2 separate regions of the Mus musculus genome follow, and region 2 is linked to region 1. A link is a contact called in public Hi-C data. All regions are on one chromosome and are shown on one strand. The core of a region is the stretch at or near the end of the contact, and the rest is flanking DNA. Distances in the headings are between cores, read along the strand shown.

Region 1 (4,270 bases), core at 950-3,449:
AGATAGCCACTGGGTCTGAGGACTTCTGCATTCCTGCCCTTCAATATGATCAGGATCTAGCCAAACCTGTACTAGGCAGAGAACCCCAAGATTTTGTATAAGGTTCATTATCTGTAACTTACTGAAGAAGCTACAGGAAGGAAACTGGGTCATTTGTAAAACTGACTGGAGGCGGGCAAGAGCAGAGCTAGGAGAGCATAGGAAATGAGACAGGGCAGGGCTGTCTGTCTGGGATGCTCTGCTGTCCCCTCTATCAAACTGCAGTTGGAGCTTGCAGCGCCCTTCCAACCTGTGGAGGAAGGCAGGGCTTTCAGTACCATCTGTCTTTGGGGAAAATACTGTGACAAGTCTCTAGTTCAGACAACTTAAACAGAATTGTTCTCAAGGCACATTACCAATGGCAGCCTCTCCTTCAGTGAGTGGTTTGGAAGGATCATGTGCTCAGGTTCAAGGCTTCGGTGTGGGGAAAGTGATCTGGTGGCTTGTGTATCTGAGATGGCCATAGGTGGCACTGGCCATAGGTGGAGTCTTTCCTGTGTCCACTTGTCAGGCCTGATGTGGCACACTTGTGCGACACTTTATTATTATTTATTTTTGCTGTGACAAAAGCAAGCTAGGAAAAGGTTTTGTAGAAGCTCACAGTTGGAGGATATGTTCTCTCAGAATGGGAAGTCATGACTGTAAGAGCTCAGGCAGCTCGTCACATTGTCACCACAGCCAGGAAACAGATGAATGCTGTTGCTCACCCCGTTCCTTTTTATTCCGCTCAGGACCCTTACAGCCTATATTTATGGTGGGCCTCAATCAGACTAATCTAGAAACTTCCTGACAGGTGTGTCCAGATGTTTGTTTTCATGATGAGTGTAGTAGATCCTATCCAATATGACAACCAAGATTAACCATTTTTTAGACATGGCTCAGTGGGTAAAGGTGCTTCCTGGGACTCACAAGGTGGAAGGAAAAAAATTGACTCTCACAAAGTGTCCTTTGAGTTCCACATTGCACACCCCTTTCAATAAATAATTTATAATGAAATTATTTAAAATACTAACTATAGGATGGCTGTGGTGACTCTCAGAGTCAGTACAATGGAGGAGTCTGAGAATCTCCTGCAGTCTCATTCCTGTCTGGGCATAAGCAATGGGATTCCTATTGCCACCTGTCCAGCACTCCTTATATGGCCCAGAAGCATCTTTTTGATGGTGCAGACAAGCTGGAGGAAGTTTATTTTCTGGTGCTGGCTCTTTCACCTCTTAAAAAGTCAGGCAAATTCAGCAGCCTCACCAGAGATTTGGCTTATTATGTTCTCAGTTTCTTCCATCAGTCCTGGGACCTTGGTGGACTGCCTGATTTATAGGAGGGTCGTGCCTCTTATTCTCTGGACTAGGCTCTACCACATCTGTATAAAAGCAAGGGACAGAGAGTTCTGCCTAGTGGGTCTGGATCATGATAACCACCTTAGGTGTGAAGCTTCCTCTTCACAGAAGAGAGCTAGGGAAGAGCCACCATGATCTCCACTTCCTGGAGTGGTGGGCCAATCCCGCTCTTCTGCAAAATGGGTCCATAGGAAGGATCCAATGGGGCCACCTCGCTAGAGAGGGGAACAGGGGAGCAGAAGCAATAAGCAAAGGGGCCTGGATGAATGCTGAGAGGTTGTACTCCAGACAACAGTCACCTCGGCAAGAGTGGTCAGTCTAGCTTCAAGCCTCAGTTTCCCCATTTGTAAGGGAAGTAGGAACCTGGAGTAGCGCTTCCTTTTGTCCCAGTTTAGAGGCTTGTAAACGCCTCTCACTCCGGTTCCACGCCGGTGGCCTGGGGTAGGTCAGTCCAACTGCCAGGGCTCTGGGGCCGGTTTGCACAGGCAAAGGTTGACTGCTGTAGGTGCTAGTGCAGCCCGCTCCTCCCCTACACCCCTGTGTGACACTGGGTTGATCCCGCACTGGTGTCAGTGTCTCTGTCTAGGTAAAGCCGGGCTCACCCGTGAGAGCGAGATCGGGGCTACTCCGGTATACATTGGAAGGATCCTTCACCAGGCGGTGATACCAGGAGGTGTAGCGCCTGCGCGCTCCGCACAGCTCCGGTTCTCCAAGCAGCAATCCGGCTCTATCCCGCGCCACGCCCCCATCCTCCTCGTCCTCCCCCCGCCCCCCAGCACCGCGAGAATGCGCACGCTCTCTTGCACCGCCCGTCGCCGGGCGCGAGGCTCAGCGTGCGCGCCAGCGCGTGCGTCGTGCGTGCTCGCGCGCGCAGCCCAGCGAGCGGCGCTCGGGGGCCCGAGGCGGCTGTGGCTAGGCGGCTCCGCGCTCCAGGGCTCTTCGGCGTGACCGCCGCGCCCGTGCTGTTCTAGCCCGCCGCCGAGGCCGCTCCCGGGGCGCAAAGATGCCGGCCGTATCCAAGGGGGACGGGATGCGAGGCCTAGCGGTCTTCATCTCCGACATCCGCAACTGTGAGTGCCAGACGCCGGGCGGGCCTGAGCGGGGGCGCGGCCGGGGGTCCGCAGGTGCGGCCGGGGGTCTGGGGGGTTCGGCCGGAACGGGGAGAGGGGTGTGGGCCGGTGCGCGGGTCCGCTCAGGCTTGAGAAGGAGGGCTGTGGAGTGCAGATCGCGCGGTGGGGCGGGGGTCCCGCGCGGGCGCTTAGGGTGCAGAGCGCGCGTCCTGGGTGCACATCTGGCGGGAGTTGGTAGCCTGCTGCGGGGGGACCAGACTGGGGTGATGGTGGTGGTGTCCCAAGTCCTGACCCGAAGATGAGGTGTAGAGTGAAGATTCGTGCTGGTGAGTGGGGCAGGGTCCTGGAGGTGCAAATCTGGCAGTGGGGTTGGGGTAGGAGCAGAGATGTTAGGCAGAGATCTGGGGTGCGGACCCCTGGTAGAGTGATTGCATGTATGGGTTTGGACAGTTGGGAGATTGCCTGTGGGTGTTCAGACTGAGGTGCGGGGCTTAGGTGTCTTGAGATCTAGGTGTAGCGATGGGAGTGCGGGGCGCGGTGGGGAGTCTGTGGGGTTTGTGGCACAGTCGAGGGGTTTCCGGCCCTAGACGCCCCTCCCCAGCATGATGTCATCTTGGTCTTTCTAGTAATGGAGCCTTTAACCCAGCCTTTTCCAAAACAGCGTGGATTTCTCTTTGGGCGGGGATAGGGACACTATACGTCTCTCGGACCTGATTCAGGCGGCATGTTGGGCGATGATTAGATCTCACCCACTGCGATTAAAGTGACTCATTCCCCCAGGGAACCGGGAGCAGCCGGGTGTGGATGCTGGAAGCTGCGCCTGCTTCTCCGCTGAGCAGTTCTGTAGCCAGTGTCCCCTGGGTGGAAAAAAAAAATCTGCTCAAAGTGAAATGGGTCGGAAGGTTAAAGGTCAGGCAGGGCGGGTGCCCAGGACTTTGGCTTACAGAAACTTCTGAGGGTTATCAGACACCCCCTTACTGATGAGAAGAAAAGCCATTTTCCTGTCAGTTTATTTTTTTCTTGGTATCCAGCAAATAGCTGACTCCATGATTTTTGTTACTTTAGAGATTAATATGCTTCCTGAGGAATTTTGCCCAGTGTGTCGTCACACTAACACTTAAATTTATACTGTATTCCCTAAGACTGTGTGCAGGACCCCAGCTTGCCTGGGTCTGTAGGACTCTGGAAGAGGTAGATTTCTGTCCCTCCCTGCTCTGCAAAGATACAGGCATCCTTGGATCAGGGCTTACCAAAATTTTAGACAATAACATTCATAGTCATGAAGCATTTTGTTCTTTTCTTTTTCTTTTTGGTTTTTTCAAGACAGGGTTTCTTTAATAACCCTGGCTGTCCTGGAACTCACTTGGTAGACCAGGCTGGCCTCGAACTCAGAAATCCACCTGCCTCTGCCTCCCAAGTGCTGGGATTAAAGGTGTGCGCCACCACCGCCCAGCTGTTATTTTCTTAAAATTTTTGTAAAAAATTACATTTATAAGTGTTTGTGTTGTGTGTGTATGTGTACTCACCCACAAGCCATGGTGCCTGTGTTCTGGTCAGAGGACGTCTCTCTCAGAAGTCTGTTTCCCCTTTTCATCATGTGGGTCTTCAGGTGTGGCAGCAAGTATCTTTACCCCCTGAACCATTTCCCCAGCTCCATCCTTCTGAAGAGGGTTACATTTGTGCAGGACATTGAGAGTGAAAGCCAGTTTCTCACCCAACAGGTTACCACTTGTTAGACATGCCCTGTGTTTGATCAGAGGTGGTACATGGTAAGAACTTGGTAAATAACTTACTGGCTGATTGGTAGAGAAGCCATCCCTCCTT
Region 2 (4,270 bases), core at 973-3,472, 2.3 Mb after region 1:
CACTGCATACAGCTCTGCAGCTGGAGCTATAAAATCAAGGTGTCTATCAAACTAATGTCTGCTACAGGTTGCTCCCTCCTTCAAATACGGTACCTCTAATAACTCCTCCGAATTCTGGCTCCGATCAGTTAGCAAAGAAGGCACCTGGAAGGTGGCCTAATGTCAGGGAGACAAGCAGGCTTCCTGGGACCTTTATATAATAAGATACCACTCACAGTGATTTAATACCGCCCCCCCCCCAAGTCTGCCTCTAAACACCATCACCCTGGGATGGAAGAATGTTGGCGGGACATTGAAACCTCAGCATCAGGGAAGGTGAGGCAGGTTGGCTTTATGTTCAACCTCACTCCCCTATTGAACCATGAGGAAGCCTGAAGTTATCCAGCTTCCCCAACCCGCCCGGAACAAGGCCCACTCTCAAGCTGCTGCCATCCTAAATGCATCTTCTTGCTCTCAGTTCTGCCCCATTTCTTCCCATCTTTTGTTCCACTACCTGCCCTCCAAAGGGTGGGGGTTGGGGCTGCCGGTGTGCTTAGCCATACCATATTTCTAGTTCTGGTCCAAGCCTGTATCTTGCACCTTTGCCTTTGGCAATTTGAATACCTATATGGAGAGAGAGGGAGGGAGAAGGATTCAGCAGCTAGGATACATTAAAAGGTAGAAAAAGCAGGCTGCTGTGGTAGATACAGCCAAAGCCAGGCTCCAACCAACTACAGCCCTTTCTGTTAATAGCAGAGGACAACAGGCACCTATACCCACGTGTAGGTATTCAGAAACAGGGAGGGTAGGGTGACCTTAGTACTAGGAGGGTAAGCCACACCTTAATGGATAATCATTAAGCAGACACCCAAATTGGCTATAAGGAAAAGCTGTAGACAGGATGTGAAGGCTTCCATCCCTAGGTTGGTGTCAGCATCCAGCACCCAGGTTGAGAGCTGCTGCCAACATGCAGGCAAGGCAGCCCATCTTCACCGCAAAGACATAGACTCTGACCACAAAATCAGGTCAAAAATTACTTTAAAAAATAAAAACGCCTGGGCTAGCCAGATGTCTCCGTAGGTAAAGTCACTCGTTGGTAAGCCTGACAAGTCTGAGTTCACTTAGACCAGTGGTTCTCAACCATCCTAATACCATGGCCCTTCAATACAGCTCCTCATGTTGTGGTGACCGTCTGCCCCCTCCCCCAACTAATTTTGCTGTTATAAACCATAATGTAAATATCTGAGAGGCTCGATATCTGATATTTGACCCTTGCCCAAGAGTCATTTGGCCCTCACAGGGGTTGTGGCTCACAGGTTGAGAACTGCTCACTCAGACCCACAAGGTGGAAGAGGACAGCTGACTCCTGCAGGTTGTCCTCTGACCTCCACATGCACATTATGGCGTGCATATGTACATGAAATAAATAATACATTTGGGTTTTTCTTGTTGTTTTGCTTGTTTCTTGTTTTTCCTATTTAGCCTTCCTGCAGAGGCTTCCAGCACGGATAACCTGAGGTGAGCAGTCTGCAGCTGGGCACAGAGTATCCCCAGTTCTATCTTCTGGGGGCAATGATGAGCTGACCTGAATGTCAACAATACAGGTATATGGAACGCCAACACCCTTCTCTGACCTGAGACCTCTTCTGGCTTCAGTATGCCTTCTCCCAATGCCAATCCATGAGGAATGTCCTCAGGAGCCCTAGAACACGGATCTCTAGTCTTTGCAAACGCCTAGATCTCAATGAAACAGTTCCAAGAATGCGCAGCCCTGCCCCAGGTAACCTTAGAGAGACCCACCAGATCCTAGAGGATGGATGAGGGCAGTGTCTGCCTGGCTGGCAGGGCACTCCTATTTCCACTCTTGCCTTGCTTCCTCACATGTCCCCCAAATTAGGAAGTCGCCCTGAAAGCTCACCAAGCATTACCCTTCTATCTGTTCCCACGCCCAGCGCTGTGAGTCTCTCCTGGGCAAAGCTGGCCTGGACTGCCATGTCCTACCCATTGTGGACTTTGACTTCTTCCTGTCTCCCGCCACCCCAAAACTCACTCTTTAAAATCCTCTGGAAATTGCCCTCAAAGTCCAGGGCCCACTGATTGAGTGCACAGGTGGCCACGGTCACTTTCCGGCCCATGCTGGTTACAGGTTCCAGGCTGGGACGGTGTAATAACGGAGACCACAGGGAAGATACTAGCCGGACTGTCCGGTCTACGCCTGCGTAGCTTGGTTTCCTAGAGGCCCCTCCCCACGGCTCGCCATAGCCCCGCCCCTCTGCCGTCATAGCCCAGCTTCTGCACCGCCTCCAGAACTGCGCCGGCGCAGACCGTGTCTTACCCGGAAGCCCCGTCCTTTCGCCCTCCACAGCCACACCCCTTCTCACTTTCGCAGTGCGCGCCCTTCCGTGAGACCCCGCCCCCGCGGAGATCCTGCACAAAGCGCACCCTTTAAAGTAGGGCCCTAAGGAGCGCCTGCGCAGTAAGGTTGTCTCAGCGTCCCGCTGTTGCCCAAGGTCAGAGCGTCCTGGATCATTTCCTTTGCCATCTGAGCGACTTTTGATAGGTCATGAAAGGCTTGTTTTCTGCCACCAAAAGTAATGTCAGGTTTGCTTTCTGTCGCTGTGATGAACACGTGGCAAAAAGCAGCTGGGGAGGAAAAGGGCTCACTTCACCTTATAGCTCATAGTCTGTAATGAAGGGAAGTTGAGGCAGGAACTGAAGCAGAGACCAAAGAGGACTTCTGCCCACTGGCTTGCTTGAAGGCTTACTCAGCCTGTTTTTTTTTTTTTTTTGCACCACTGAGGACCACCAGCCAGGGGTAGCGCCACCCACAGTGGGCCAAGGCCGTCACATCAATCATCGGTTATGAAAATGCTCCACAGACAAGCACAGGCCAGTCTGATGGAAGGGATCTCTCAAAGTTTCCACTTCGCAGGTGTGTTCAGTTAATTTGTGTCAATTTTGTCAGTAGGAGCTCACAGAGAGCTCACAGAGGGAATGGGTGTGTCCTGCTTCTTTGGCTCACAGCAGTCTGGATTCCCTGTGCATCAACCTGAGCCCTTTCTCATTCCTGTCCCTTTTGCGTTTGGGTAACACCAATCAAAGTAGATACAACTTTTTTTTTCCATTTTTTATTAGGTATTTAGCTCATTTACATTTCCAATGCTATACCAAAAGTCCCCCATACCCACCCACCCCCAATCCCCTACCCACCCACTCCCCCTTTTTGGCCCTGGCGTTCCCCTGTACTGGGGCATATAAAGCTTGCGTGTCCAATGGGCCTCTCTTTCCAGTGATGGCCGACTAGGCCATCTTTTGATACATATGCAGCTAGAGTCAAGAGCTCCGGGGTACTGGTTAGTTCATAATGTTGTTCCGCCTATAGGGTTGCAGATCCCTTTAGCTCCTTGGCTACTTTCTCTAGCTCCTCCATTGGGAGCCCTGTGATCCATCCATTAGCTGACTGTGAGCATCCACTTCTGTGTTTGCTAGGCCCCGGCATAGTCTCACAAGAGACAGCTACATCTGGGTCCTTTCGATAAAATCTTGCTAGTGTATTGTAGTGGCTATTCCTGGTTGTCAACTTGACAATATTTGGAATGAACTACAATTCGGAATTGGAAGGCTCACCAGTGACCCTTATCTGGAGGCTTGGAGATCCTTATCTGGATCTTGGTTTGAAGATCTTGAGCCATAGTGGCTATGGATTCCAGAAGATTTAATCTCCGAGTTAAGGAACACACCTTTAATCTGGGCTATGCCTTTCATTTGGGATTAAAGGTGTGGTGGAACACACCTTTAATCTGGGCTACACCTTTTGCTGGAGACAATATAAGGACATTGGAAGAAGGGAGTCTAGCTCTTGCTCTTGCTCCTTTGCCTGCTTGCTGCGTGAGACTGAGTAACTGCTAGATCCTTGGACTTCCATTCACAGCTGCGACTGAACAATTGTTGGGAATTCGGCTGCCGACTGTAAGTCATCAATAAATTCCTTTACTATTTAGAGATTATCCATAAGTTCTGTGACTCTAGAGAACCCTGACTAATACATGTATGCAATGGTGTCAGCCACTATGTTCATAGCAGCCTTATTTATAATAGCCAGAAGCTGGAAAGAACCCAGATGCCCCTCAACAGAGGAATGGATACAGAAAATGTGGTACATCTACACAATGGAGTACTACTCAGCTATTAAAAAGAATGAATTTATGAAATTTCTAGCCAAATGGATGGACCTGGAGGGCATCATCCTGAGTGAGGTAACACATTCACAAAGGAACTCACACAATATGTA

Evidence for each region. A called contact is a pair of places that touch in the nucleus more often than the background predicts.
Region 2: a contact with region 1 is called in a Hi-C map of B cells, with 5 read pairs. The contact joins the promoter of Nadsyn1 here to the promoter of Ap2a2 in region 1. A contact is called at or near these places in 1 of 39 promoter capture datasets (liver) and 1 of 484 Hi-C or Micro-C datasets (B cells).

What each region holds. Positions count from the first base shown.
Region 1 is chr7:141,559,981-141,564,250 of GRCm38.p6, forward strand. It overlaps Ap2a2 (adaptor-related protein complex 2, alpha 2 subunit), which reads left to right and starts at 2,200. Exons shown (of 22, transcript NM_007459.3): 1 at 2,200-2,446. The coding sequence starts at 2,380.
Region 2 is chr7:143,820,630-143,824,899 of GRCm38.p6, forward strand. Nadsyn1 (NAD synthetase 1) reads right to left here and starts at 2,223. Exons shown (of 21, transcript NM_030221.2): 1 at 2,030-2,223; 2 at 543-603. The coding sequence starts at 2,114. It overlaps Dhcr7 (7-dehydrocholesterol reductase), which reads left to right and starts at 2,538. Exons shown (of 9, transcript NM_007856.2): 1 at 2,538-2,911.